Regions from separate parts of the Mus musculus genome. Here all the other regions are linked to region 1. The links are chromatin contacts, called in public Hi-C, HiCAR-type and HiChIP or PLAC-seq maps. All regions are on one chromosome and are shown on one strand. The core of a region is the stretch at or near the end of the contact, and the rest is flanking DNA. Distances in the headings are between cores, read along the strand shown. Region 1 holds the start of Vangl2 (VANGL planar cell polarity 2). Region 2 holds the start of Dusp23 (dual specificity phosphatase 23). Region 3 holds the start of Ppox (protoporphyrinogen oxidase). Region 4 holds the start of F11r (F11 receptor).

Region 1 (3,094 bases), core at 436-2,935:
CCCAAATAAACATCACCTAAGACAACTCACTACTCACTACCCCCCCCCCAATGCACAATCCTCACAGGGGTCTCACACACTCAAGACACTACCCTTGAATCTAGGCAGGGCCATTCAAATCCTGCAGACAGCCTTCCCTGTGGGCTTTCTGCCAGGAAAATCTGCCTGCAGAGACAAGAGGTACCCCCAATACACACTCAAAATACACACTAGCAAAGACGAGCACATATCCACAGCTATCCATCAGTACAGGTTACTCACAAGAGCACAGATTCACACACACACACTCACACCCCTTCCCACCACACAGGTGCATACACACCTACCCCATATATGCCTACCACCCATTCAGCTTTTATAAACCCACCTTCTCTAATACCTGCCCATCTCTTTCCCATAAGCCCCTCTCTCAGCACATACACACACAGACACACACCCCTTCCCTTGAGTATACACACAAATACATACCCAAATACACAGCAGATGTGTGTGGTCAGCTCTCTCTCTCTCTCTCTCTCTCTCACACACACACAGAGAGAGAGAGAGAGAGAGAGAGAGAGAGAGAGAGAGAGAGAGAGAGAGAAACATCTACACATCCAAACCCAGGGCCCACCTGCAGGAACACGCAGTACGTCAAAGCGTATATGCACACACACACACACACACACACACACACACACACACACATACACACACAAAACAAAGAATCATGCATACTGATCCCCCAACCAACCCTTTAAAACTCACTAATGCAGTGCTTAGGACCTTCGATGAGTAAATAGGACAAGGGACAAATATGATGTCGTTGGTTCCCCACACACACCCCAACACACATTCACCAGTATCGCCGCAAGTCCCATCCTTGGGCTACACACACACACTGCTGTGCGGGGCCATCTCTCAAGGATCCACTCTACCCCCTAAACACATACCTGCCCCTTCCTCCCCACACTCCAAAGGTGTGTATGCATCCCTACATACCTTCAGCTTCCAATACCTCCAGCCTCCGATCCTTCCACGGCCTCTCCCACCACCTCCAACACACGCTACCCAATCCCCGGCTTCAATGGGTTCCCTTGGGATCGTTCAGGCGCCCGCCCTGGGCCCCCCGGCCCAGGAAAGTCCCCGGCTCTTAAGGCCTGGGCTCCGCCCCTTCCCCATACGCCCCTTCCCCTCCCCAAAGTTGGGGTTACTCCGCTGTGCAGTGGAGGACAGACCGGAAGGGGGTGCCTCAAGCCCCCCTTCCCCCAGAAGCCATCCTGCTTTCTCCAGGGCCGGGCGCTCCCTGGTCTTTTGCATGGTTTCCTTCTTTTTTCTGTTGCTTTCTTTCTTTCTTTCCTTTTTTTTTTCCGCAAACTTTGCCCGCGCCCCCGCGGCCCGCCACTCACCCGCCACTGCGAACAGCCCGGTGGACTGGGCGCACGCCCCACTCCGCTCCGCGCCTTTGTATCCGCAGCGCACCCGGTCTTTCCGAACTCCGCGCTCCAGAACCGGCAGCGCGGGCGATGGGGGTTGACGAGGGGGGCTCCTGAGGTCGCTCACCCCGGCTCCGTCCCAGACCACTCGCCTGTTTCCCCCTCGAGGCCCCGGGGGCAGGGGGCCGGAGGGGACTGCAGGGCACTCAGGCTCCCATGGCGGGACCCAGAACCAAGCAATCGGGGATCAGGAATCAGATCTGGAGCCGGCGGCGGAGGGGGAGGGGACCAGAGGGGGAGGGGACCAGAAGGGGGCAGGGGGCGGGGAGAGAGCTCCCAGGTGCCGCCTCCCGGCTGTTCCCGCAGCCGCCGCCCCTCCCGCTGCTGCGTCCATTGTCTGCGGCCCGGCTCTTCCCCGAGTCGCGGCACCCCCAGCCCTGCGCCTGGCCATGCCCTGCGCCCTCTGGATCCTGGGAATCCGCTCCTGGCTTCCAGACCTGGCCAGGAAGGTGTGCTCGAAGCTGCCTCGGCTCTTGGCTTTGGTCCAGCCCGCAGCCCCTCTTGGAGCTGTCTTCTTCGACCCCCGATTGAAAACCTTTCCCCTAGGCCCTGATGTTGGCCATATTCTCTTCTTTAGAACCACAAACCTGGTCTCACAAACTCCAGTGGAATCTGAGACGTGGGGAAGATTGGTCCCCTCCGGCCTAGAACTGCGAAAAGGGTCATCCCTGATATTAATTAGTGACAAGAGACAGGCCCCTCTCCCATGTATACGGTATTTCCCTGACACCATACCCCTCCTTCTTCCAAAAATAATTTAATTACTCGGTGTTCTAGCTGTGAGCGAAGACCGCCTAGTCAGACTGGGACGCTCACTCATTAACACGTTTTCCTCCCCTCTGGTTTGAGTGTTGGGATTAATTACAAAGGGAATCCTGCCCTAGGGGAGAGGGGGAGGGGGAGAAGACGAGGGCCCGCGACTTGGGGCACCAGAGGAGAGGGGGGCCTTCTCCCAGGAAGCCTAGAGAGAGAGGAAAAAAAAAAAAAAACCCGGGTGGATGCGGAACTCCAAAACTTTTGGCTAATTTAGCTTTGCAGGTAGGACCCAGGGAATGTAGGCTAGAATAAAATATCTGGCACATTTAGGGCATTTCCAGTTCAGAGCACACTAAGAAACAAACCAGTTAGAGTTGCTAAAGTGCCTAGGAACCCAACAGGGACGAGCCCACCATAAAGTAGCTGTGGGAAGGCCAGGTTGCCCTCGGAGTGAATGAAAGCAAAAGTATTATTACATTATTACATTGCTGCTAGTACTATTTACCTTGTAACCTGCCACTTACCTAGAACAGTGCCGCTTCAAAAGCATCTTCGAACACGTTTCCACACCCCCACCATCTCCACCTTCCAATTCTGATACCTGCCCCTCCCAACCCTGTGATTAAGAAATCCCAGAGAAGGCGACTCCCAGTCTCTGTTCCTTTCTCTAATGGAGTCTTCCCTAAAACTCAGGCACATCTCTGTTATACATTCGAACCAGTCCCCAAATGAGGACAGATTGTCTTTGTCCGCATATGGCTGTTCAAAGGTGAAGAAGCTAAACAAACGCTGCTTCCCTTCAGCTCTGCCCAAACCCTTGTTTCTCTCCAGCCACTGTTCCCGCATATTAGCAAAGAACTTAG
Region 2 (3,160 bases), core at 270-2,769, 610 kb after region 1:
CTTATCAGTTATTACCTCATTTTTGTGGGGTCTCGGCCATCCTGCCGGCCACGTTATGGCTTTGGGGAAGGACTACTTTTGTCCAATAGGAGTCAGAGGGACCTGAAGGATGCAGTACTTTAGTTCACTCCCCTTCCTCCCTGGCCGCAGGAGTTGGGGAGGGGGAAAGGCGGGCTGTTGAAGTCCTCATTTTGTTCGCTGGTAGAACTGGAAGACGGCCTTCTCCTGTTCATACGTCTCAATGGATCCTGGTCGCAGGCGCCGGATCTCAGCAATGGCATCTCCTGCGGCCAAAGCCCGCTCCTTCACCAAGTAGCAGGCTAGCATGGTGCCAGTGCGGCCAAAGCCTAGGGCACAGTGCACTCCAACAGCCTGTGAAGTGGAGACTGATGGAGTAGAGTCCAATGCCCTCCCCAATACTCCCCTGTCCTCACCCCACACATCACAGGCTCTCCAAGAAGTGACATCAAAGCTGTGGGAGGACAGGTGACTAGGAGGCCTCTGGAATGGCTGGTTCCAACTTGGGCTCTCAGCCTACATCGCCTGGCCTCTATCCTGTGCTGTCTTGTATAGTACATCCAGCCACTTGTGGTGCTATTTTTCCTGAAATGTGTCAGTCCAAACTGAGCTGAGGTGCAAAATACTTACCAGGCCCTGAAGATGCGGCATGAAAAAGACTGGACATGCCTCATTAATAATTTGTTTCATATTGATTCTATGTTGAAATAATATTTTTGACTTATTGGATTAGTACAAAATTAACTTCACCTGCTTCTTTTTCATCTTTTTCGTTTTTTGTTTTTGTTTTTTTTTTAAAACGTAGCTGCTAGTAAAATTTAAAATTACAAGTGTGTCTCTATGACATTTGGACCTCTAGTAAAAGGGCTTTGAACTGATTCCGTCTGACATAGGCGCTCCCTGGACTCCTGGAAGGATTTCACTTGACAGTACTCTCTCTCCAGCCTACTTGGCACCACCTCTCCTAGCAGCATAGTTGACTTTAGTCAGGGAGTGGGTCCATCTAGCTCCCACCCCACTTAGCCCTGTCACCCCCGCCCCCAACCCCAGGCTCTCCCACTCTTTTCGGACTCCAGCTCCGGCCCCGCCCACTCATTTCCTTCCAGGCCCCGCCCTCTCGCTCTGGCTCACGAGCGTGCTGACCTCTCCCCGGGCATTGGCCTCGTCCACGATCTTCACAAATTGGTCGATCTGTTCCGGGGACGGCGGGCAAAAGTCAGGGATGCGCATTCGGTGCAGCGTGAGGCCGGGACAGCTGTCACTGTGAGGGGGTCCGCGCTCCGTCAGGGACACCAGGTGCCGCACACCCTGGTCCAGCAGGAACTGGTAGTGCGCGGGCAGCCGGGGCAACGCCAGTCCGGCCAGCCGTCCCGGAAGCACCCAGGAGAAGTTGGGGGGTTGCACGCCCATCGTGGGGGGAGTTTACTCAGGGCGAGGCTGGCCTTTCCTACTCTGCCGGGAGATTGGGTCACCCCCCCTCTGGGGCTGGATTCCGTCCCCGCTCAGCACTTGCCCTAGCGGGCCACGTAGTCTCTTGGACCCTCCCCCGTGACGCTCCTCCCCACCCAGGGTTGGCTGAACAGCGGGGGCGGGGCTAAGACGGCTCCAAGGCAGGCAGAGAAACCCTACAGCCCAACGGACGCGAGCAGGGCACTCGTTGATAGGCTGGGTAATCAACAACAAGCGTGATTATTGCAGCGGGGAGTGAAGGCACTAAGGAAGCCTGGAACCAATTAATTGCTCCTGTAGAGAAAACAGCCCAGGGCTGGGCTCTGCTGCTCCCTGGTGGTGCGTTGGAGCTACTGCATCGTGGGCCAGCCGCCTAACGGCCTGGTCTCTTCATAGTTTTTATACAAGGGGTTTAAATAGTGATAGAAAAATCTACTTCTGCCTGGGCGCGGGTGTGAGTAGGTAATCTCTTCAATGACCAAGCAGTCATGGTTGCTGTCTTCTTGAGTTCTTGAAGTAAGAGGGAACTACTATGTCCCAGACAATAGAAAGTTTTATTTTTCTACTGCCGACAGTAGTTAAAGGATGGGGGGTGGGGAAATATGTGGCACTGGAAATGGTACTCAGGGTAATATAGTAACCACTATCAACAACATAAGGGTTAACAACATTTAAGCTTTTGCTTTGTGTTAGGTACTTGTGCAAATACTTTTTATATATGTTAATTAATCGCCATAAGGTAGGTGATCACAGTAACCCCATTTTAGAGATGAGAAAACTGAGGCACCGAGGAAGCTAAGGAAGATACCATTCTCCAGAATCTCTCTCTCTTTTAAAAAAATGTTTATCTTATGTATATGAGTGCCCTGTAGCTGTCTTTAGACACACCAGAAGAGGGCATCGGATCCCATTACAGCTGGTTGTGAGCCAACTTGTAGTTGCTCAAATTTGAACTCAGGACCTCCGGAAGAGCAGTCAGTACTCTTAACTGCTGAGCCATCTCTCCAGCTCCGAAATCTTGTTTTAAAAATTATTATTATTTTTATTTTATGTACATTGGTGTTTTGCTTGCATGTGTATCTGTGTGAAGGTGTCAGGACTCCCGGAGCTGGAGTTACAGACAGCTGTGAGCTGCCGTGTAGGTGCTGGGGATGGAACCTCTGGAAGAGCAGCCAGTGCTCTTAACTGCTGAGCCATTGTTCTGTCCCCCTCTCCAGAATCTTTTAATGGCACACTTTCCTACAGTCATCCAGGAAATGACAGTGTTACACAGCCATCTTCACATTCTTCCAAACATTTTGTGTTTAAAACCCTGGGTATTTTCTTAACCGGGGGCCTAGGGACATACTGACCTAAGCCCACAAGACCTGGGTATGAAGACATCCTACCCTCCCTTGGTTGCTGGTCATTAGGGTGAAAATCTGGGCCTTGGGAGCCATAACAAGCCAAGATGGGCTACTTGTCTCTTCAATGGGCCAATTAAATAAACCTGCTAGTGAAAGCGGGAGGTGGTTTATTCAGTGTGCTACATTAGTGAGAGAAACAAGGAGGTCCAGTCCCTACCACCCAAGTCTATCTTTAGGGTCCTGGTATGAGGATTAGGCTTAGGTAGAAGGTAAGAGTTATGTATAACTGAGTGTTCCTGGTCAAGGTGTGGTTCTCCATGCCCCCCTTCACCCTAGCCTCTGCTTTC
Region 3 (3,498 bases), core at 580-3,079, 750 kb before region 1:
TTGTACACAGTACCTCAGTTTGTCCTCAGGCTTTTTTTTTTCACCCTCTGAACCAATCAATGCTGCCCCTCACCTGCGCCCAGCAGCAGCCCCAGCAATATGGACCGGTGGGTTTGTTCAGCTTGGAAGAGACTGGGAAAGCAGGACCGGATGCTGAGCTCCCGGCTGTTGCCAGCAAATACTCCTCGGCAAAGACTGTCCATGGCTAAAGATGCCACCTTAAGAGTAAGACTGGGACTGAGGGACCAAGGAATAAGCCACCCTGACTGATTTCCATTGGCCCTGCTTGTGAGAGACTAAGGGAAGGAGAGAGTTTGGGTTGGAGATGTTCCCACTGTAACAAAAGGATGGGAAGGAAAGGAAGGCATTTATTCCCAACACTGGGTTTTGGAGATTCCAGCAATAGATAGTGGACATTCCTAAATGATTCAAGAGTCCCCGGGGTTAAGTCTGAGTTAGAGACTCAGCAACAGGAGGGGAAGAGGTTTGAGACCACCTCTGAGCAATGTCACCTCAGGTCCAAGGCGGCGCTGGGCAAAACTGTGCACAGTTTCATCAGGCTCTTTGCCCCTGGGCTTCAGCAACTCCCTCAGCCCAGCCCAAAACAGAGGTTTTGAGAAGGGGGGTGAAGGACGGAGTAGCCCCCTGCATGGAGGAAGGCATGGTTGAAAAGAAAACTCCCAGATTCACCTTTCAGAGGGTTCTTTTCAGCCATTAGACCCCCTGTGGCTGGAAGGCCTGACAGGGAGCGAAAGGGGGGTGTGTGTAATAGTGAGGTGTTACCTGAGGCCGGAGGGTAGAGGGTGCAGGGTACCGCCTACATACAGGAACCTGTTCTGGGCAGCTGGGTGATCCCCTCGGACAGGCAAGACTTCAGACTCCAAGCCAAGTTCAGAAACCTGTTCTCCACAAGCCCTCAGGAAGAGGAGAAACTAAGGAAAAACTGACCCAACGTTTTTCCTCTCTGCAACTCCGTCCCTTTGGAGAACTCTCCTCCACTACCTGTCCTACACATTCCACAAGACGCTCACCAGGAGCAGGGTCCGGGCTCCCAGGGCTCCAGCCGGCCTAATCCCTCGAGGTCCAAGTTCAAAGATCGCACCATCTGATCCTCGGATTGAGCGGATCCATCCTCCCAAACGCTTGCTGCCCTCCACTAAGATCACCTGGCGCCAAAAGTGAAGCACTGTCGCCACAGGGCAAAGGGACTGGGGGTCGGGGGAAGTGCATATTTCACGGAACAAAAATCTATGCAGCTTTTGCTAGAAATATCAAGAGTATTAAATGAGTCTTTCTCTGGTACTAGTGGGGACTCACCTTAGGAGGACTGGGGCCTCGGATCAGATGATAACTTGCGGCCAATCCACTGATACCTCCGCCAAGTACTATCACAGTCCGGCCCATCGTAAGGCCTGGGAAAAGGTCGAGATACCCCAGGAGAACGGGGCAGGGGAGCACTCTGTTTTACAACTGCAGAAACCCCCACTGGTCCCATACCCCACTTCTGGACACTTACTGATTTATGAGCAACTAATGCAGGGCGCGCGTGTACGTGCTGGTGGAAGAGTAAGGTCTTCGTTCTGAAGCCAGAACTTACCCACGAGATAGGGGGAACCCGAGAAAGTGAGTGACTGATAGAGGCCCTAGGAGCAGTCCATCCTGTCCGTGTGCAGATAAGGGCCACGCCCACGCTATCTCCCCAGCACAAACCCTTCGGAGGCCAGAATTCTACAGCACTCGGTTTTTCCAGCCTCAGGGGTGAGCAGGTTCAAGTCTGGTATCCCCGCCCCTAACTTTTAGGGTCCCTCCGACTCTCCGTCGATTCCTTTCTGGCGGCCTGCGTGACTGCGTTTCACTTTCTTGCTTCTTGATTGGAGGGTCTTGGAGTGCGGGTTCTGGATTGGTGAGCTCTGGATACATTCACCAATGAAAACACCATATTGGCAGTGACGCTACCAGAGGAGCAACAGCCGCTTTCGGAGTCAGTTCCGTGGAGCGGGTTAACCTGTTCGTGTCCTAATCGGAGTTAGTTGCAGTAACCGGCACTGCCTTCCCCAGGGACAGGACAGCGAAATCCTTGAGCATTCCCCAGCTCAAGCTTCCCAGGTCTGTGGTGAAAACCCTGGAGGTGGGAGAGCCCCACGAGCTTTAGTTAGGGAGAAAGAGAGAGACACTTGGAGGCCAGTCCGTGGGGAGAAGGCTCCATAAACAGCTCCTTGATGTTAGCAACAGACAGGGCCTACGGGAGCAAGGGCCGCCCGGCAACGGTACCAGTGTTTGTCAACAGGGGTTCTTGGATGCCTTGCCCTCGAGGGGCAGTACCCCTCTCAGGAAAAACCGGCGTGCCAATGCCTGCACTCTAGTTTCAGGCTTTCCCGCAACTTCACAGGTCTCAGGGTTTGTCTGCCTAGTTCCACTAAACTCAGTGTTTGGGTCCAAGGCTGGGGCCAGCTCAATCCCTGTTCTTTTCCTTCTGTTGTGAGAGCGCCCCCACCTGTCCAGAGACAGAATTGGGGCCCAGAAAGGCTCCAATTGAACCAAAATTCTAGATATCCATTCCCTCTTATCCACAAATACAAACATGAACATCACTTTTTTCTTAATAAATTTATTCACAAAAAAGTGAGATTGCAGAGGTTCTGGGGGCTGTACATGGTCAAGGGTCTGGTGGTTTCTGTACATGGGACAGGAAAACAAGGCGGAAGGGTACTTCTTAATAAAAAAAATAACGGGAGCTACAACCAACCCTCCTCCCCTCCCCGATTAAAAAGACACAAAAATAGACGTCTGTGAGGTAACTGGGGGCTTAAGGGTGTTGGGAAGGTTTTCACAGGTGCCAGGGCTTCAAGATGGTGTCACAGGCACCGAAGTGGTTCCTGCATCAATTGGTAGAACAGCACGTAGCCCTCACTGGATGCCACCTGATTTTCACTGACAGGGGAAACGCTGAGAAGAGAAACGGGACACGGCTGTGGTCAGTGGTCATTCTTGTAGATTCCCCCTCCATCCCACAAGACTCAGAGTAGCCAGGTGGAGATCAGGAGAGACTCTCCACCTATCCTTTGTCAGGAACTTATCTTTTCGGAGCTGGGGGGGGGGCGGTGGGAGGGGGCAGGAGTTGAACAAGAGGCTATTCTCACCGGGAGTCATTGTAGACATGCCAACCAGTCTGGCACCGGCACAGGGCTGTGTAGTGGCCATAGTGGACACTACCCGAGTGGTTGCAAAGGGCATACAGCTGGTAGACAGGGCTTCCTGCGGGTTAAATAACATCAGTTTCCACACCCAGTTGTGTCTCCCTCCTGAAGATTCTTTAGGAGGTTCCCTGCCAGACTCACCCGCTTTGTCGCTGGCAAAGTCCCCTAGGCTTAGTCTCTGCAGTGGGAAGTCTACACCTACTGAACTTTTCTTGATGGAGCCTCGGGAGGTGGAAAATCGGTTCAGATCTAAGCCCTGGTTAAGGAGCACTGGGGAGGCTAAGGGTCTCTAGGGGGGACT
Region 4 (3,410 bases), core at 773-3,272, 590 kb before region 1:
GCCAAAGCCTGCCAAGCCCTCATTAACTGCATGCAGCTGACCAGCGCCTTTGTTCCTTTTATCACTTTGAGCTCCCGACCAAATGTCCAGGAGGATGAACTGAGAGCCATGGATTCTGGACCCAGTGTCCTAAAGGATGAATTAAAGGCCTTCAAGCCAGGTGTCCTGGAGGAAGCCCAGTCTTCAACAAACACTGTCGTGCATGCTTAACCATTAATGCAAAAATATGCTCGATGACCCTGCAGCTCACCCAGCCCCTCCCTCCTTTTGCAGTTTTACCCTTTAAAAATGCAACACAGCTTCCTTGGGGATGTGGTTCAGACCCCCAACTTGGCCACCTCCTGACCGCTCAGAAAATAAGGCTTCTGTTTTGACGTTTCTGTCTCTGAAGTGAGCCTTCTCAGCTTCCATCCAGAACCCAACAGGTATAGTGAGTGGGTCATACTGTAATCTTGGTATTCAGGGAGGCTGAGACGTCCTAAGTTCAAGGATATTTGGGGCCATATGTGAGTTGCAGAGCAGCCTGGGCTAAAGCAAGATCAGGCCAAACAAATGCCAAAACTGTGTATAAGTCTCAGTTTAGGACTTCAACTTTCTTTGAGGGTGAATAACAAGTTTGCCCTTGGCAGATACCCAAATATTTGTTTCAGTTTAGTAGTACAAAGTTTCTTTCTTGGTTACACACTGTCCTGTTTATTTTAACTGCCAACCTTGAAGTCAGAAATGTTGTTTTAATTTATTTATACTTTCCAGTCTCATCCAGGAGATGCTTGGTAAACTTGCTGATTGTTGTTGCTGTTGGTGGTGGTTTTTTGAGACAGGGTCTCACACTGCATCTCTGGCTGTCCTGGAACTCACAATGTAGATCAGGCTGGTCTTGAACTCACAAAGATCTACCTGCTTCTGCCTCCCCAGTGCCGGGATTAAAAGCATGGGCTACCAAGCCCAGTGTAGCATGCACTCTTAACTGCTAAGTCATCTCTCCAGCCTGTTTTATTTTTGAAATGGGGTCTCTTGTAGCTTAGGCTATTCTCTGATTTGCTACCTTGTCAAGGATAGCCTTAAACTCCTAATCCTGCTGTCCCTGTCTTTTACAGTCCTGGGATTACAAGCATAAACACTAGGTTGGGTTTTTTCCCCCTTTCTATCCTTCTCCTCCTCCCCTCCCACCCCCTTCCCTTCCTCTGAGAAAGGGTCTCATGAATCCCAGGCTGGTCTACGGCTTATTAGATACCTAAGGCTGAGCCCCCAATCTTTCTGTACTTACATACCTCTTGGCATAGCCATTTTTATAGGAAGATCCACAGTTTGAGGCCAGCCTCAGCGACATAGCTAGCCCTGGTCTAGAAAACAAAAGCTAATCCAAATGTAAGGCCCAGCAAAGGAGCTGCTGACATAGATCCTATGTGTATGTATAAAAGACATATTCCCAGTCCTCCCAAGAAGTATGGGTCAGCTTTTATTATCTGGATGCTTCCTGTATCCGTCTATGTAGGTTTCTTTTTGAGAGCAACCCAGTTTGGGATAGTCAAGATGTCTCTCTTGTCTCAACCCTCTCCCTACACCTTCCTATATTAATTTGTGTTTTTCACTTACCAAGGGGGAGGGGACCAAAGATTCTGCACCATCAAGCAATTGAAAAGTAATGGAAGAGAAATCAACCAAGCACATTCCTGCATCTCACAGGCAGTGACCTTACTCACCTTCTCTTTAGAGATGACTATCGAGGGCCTGGCAGTCCGAAAGGCTCTATCTGCATGCCTTGCTGCCCAATTGGGATGCCCTTACCTGCCGAAGAGGAGGCCTTGGTTTCTTTAAGCGACAGTCTCCTGGGCCAACCAGAGGTCTCTAGAGGTGAAAGCCACCAATCGGACTCAAGAAGGAGGAAAGTTCGGGGTTGCACCTGCGTACGGTGAGTCACTCATCGGAGCTCCCTCTCTTTTCACCAATCGGAACGCGGGGAAGCCGGGCGCCGCCCACCGGGCGTGGAGAGAAAGGCGGGCCGGGCTTAACCTGGCTGCTAGAGTCCAGCCCAGGGCAGTGGATCGCGAGGCTGTTCCCATTGGAGTTGCTGTGCCCGTCGCGTCGGGATTGTAACTGTAATGGGCACCGAGGGGAAAGCCGGGAGGAAACTGTTGTTTCTCTTCACGTCTATGATCCTGGGTGAGTTCCTAGAGTTTTTGGAGGATTAGGTGGGTCCGGGGAGAGGCTGGAAGAGGACGATCCCCACGCGCCGACGGGAAGGGAGGAGTCCAGAAACCTGCCTGCCTGCCTCGCCCTGGGAGTCCACTTTTCCGCCCGGGTCTGGTCACTCTCCGTTCCCCTCCCCCACCGGGAGACTGGCTGGCTCCCTTCGCCCAAGCCGGTGATCTGTGACCCTACCTCCCACTCGGTGCCGGGAGTACCCTCTCTGCGGAAGCACCAAAAATAACCCGGGAGGGTCCATGGTTCTGGGTCTCCCCTAACGACCCGAGGACCCTCCCCAAACCCAACTATTTCGCTAGCCGTTCTTCTCCATAGTATACGTCTGGGAAGGTCTATCCTGCCCTTCCGACATTCTCGGAGATCTCAGAGAAACCTTGAGCCTCTCACCCGGACTCCCTTGGCTCAAGTGCCCTAGAAGGAAATGTAATGAGGAGGGGGGTGGGCTGGGTAGGGAAGATTTCTTTTCCTGGCTTTTGTAGAAGGGTTTCTTCCTCTTGTTAAGTAGTAGACCTTCTGGGATTAATGCCGAGGTTCGGCGTCTGAAGAAGAAATGAATTCTCTAAAATTTCTCAGATTCAGAATTCCTTTCTTGACTAGGTAGCAAAGAGTCGTTAATTAAGGTTGTTGACGGAGTAAGGATTCCCTGGGGCAAGAGTAGGTCTATTGGTTGGCTGGATCTCCTTAGAGCCAGAACTCTGCCCTCCCCCTTGCCCGGAATGAGAGTTTTTTTGTTTCTTTGTCGACTCCTTTTCCTGAGAAACAGCCAGGCTCGCATGCTGGGGCATGACTATCTCGAGGTGTGTTTGTATGAGGTTGAGTGTGAGGTAGGTTGGTTTGTTCCCTTGGTCAGTGTGTGTCAGCACCTGTATATTTATCTGTCTCCTTTCCCTGCCGCCACCACCCTTCGGAGCCGAGGACCAAACCCAGGGACTTGGGTGTGCTATGTCTGGTTCCTGAGTGTCACACACTCCTGTTGTTGGAATGTGTTCCGTATGAATCTGTTTCCCTTCACGGTTAGTATTTTAGAGAGGATAAAGGAAATAAACCATTACAGTCAGTATCGCTGTCTTCTAAAGGCAGTTCGTTTTGGTAACCTTTTTGGAGAACAATCATAAGACTAAGTCCCCAAGATGGAGAGATGGGTCCCTTGTTTCTCATTACAACTGTAAAGCTTTGGAGTGGCCTAGACAATAGGTGAGTCTACT

The links. Hi-C and Micro-C count contacts between places; a contact is called where the count stands out from the background. HiCAR-type assays count read pairs that join an accessible place to other places. HiChIP or PLAC-seq counts read pairs in DNA pulled down with a chosen protein or histone mark.
Region 2: a contact with region 1 is called in a Hi-C map of muscle stem cells, with 3 times the contacts expected there. The contact joins the promoter of Dusp23 here to the promoter of Vangl2 in region 1. A contact is called at or near these places in 2 of 39 promoter capture datasets (3T3-L1-derived adipocytes and pre-B cells) and 2 of 484 Hi-C or Micro-C datasets (muscle stem cells and uterus).
Region 3: a contact with region 1 is called in a HiCAR-type map of astrocytes, with 2.8 times the contacts expected there. The contact joins the promoter of Ppox here to the promoter of Vangl2 in region 1. A contact is called at or near these places in 2 of 39 promoter capture datasets (cranial neural crest and hippocampal neurons), 1 of 115 datasets of contacts at active chromatin or transcription factors (astrocytes) and 2 of 9 other capture datasets (adipose tissue and pancreatic islet).
Region 4: a contact with region 1 is called in an H3K4me3 HiChIP or PLAC-seq map of embryonic stem cells, with 8 read pairs. The contact joins the promoter of F11r here to the promoter of Vangl2 in region 1. A contact is called at or near these places in 3 of 39 promoter capture datasets (hippocampal neurons, neural stem cells and pre-B cells) and 2 of 115 datasets of contacts at active chromatin or transcription factors (astrocytes and embryonic stem cells).

What each region holds. Positions count from the first base shown.
Region 1 is chr1:172,025,610-172,028,703 of GRCm38.p6, forward strand. It overlaps Vangl2 (VANGL planar cell polarity 2), which reads right to left and starts at 1,686. Exons shown (of 8, transcript NM_033509.4): 1 at 1,389-1,686.
Region 2 is chr1:172,631,455-172,634,614 of GRCm38.p6, forward strand. Dusp23 (dual specificity phosphatase 23) reads right to left here and starts at 1,520. Exons shown (of 2, transcript NM_026725.2): 1 at 1,162-1,520; 2 at 1-372. The coding sequence starts at 1,428. The coding sequence ends at 187. Gm35601 (a long non-coding RNA gene) reads left to right here and starts at 1,526. Exons shown (of 5, transcript XR_001779542.2): 1 at 1,526-1,687.
Region 3 is chr1:171,279,357-171,282,854 of GRCm38.p6, forward strand. It overlaps Ppox (protoporphyrinogen oxidase), which reads right to left and starts at 1,830. Exons shown (of 13, transcript NM_008911.2): 1 at 1,517-1,830; 2 at 1,318-1,412; 3 at 1,032-1,166; 4 at 784-899; 5 at 513-645; 6 at 74-218. The coding sequence starts at 1,404. Usp21 (ubiquitin specific peptidase 21) reads right to left here. Exons shown (of 13, transcript NM_013919.4): 11 at 3,339-3,446; 12 at 3,141-3,255; 13 at 2,593-2,946. The coding sequence ends at 2,856.
Region 4 is chr1:171,435,539-171,438,948 of GRCm38.p6, forward strand. F11r (F11 receptor) reads left to right here and starts at 2,023. Exons shown (of 10, transcript NM_172647.2): 1 at 2,023-2,163. The coding sequence starts at 2,103. It overlaps Gm26641 (predicted gene, 26641), which reads right to left and starts at 1,784. Exons shown (of 2, transcript NR_151523.1): 1 at 1,704-1,784.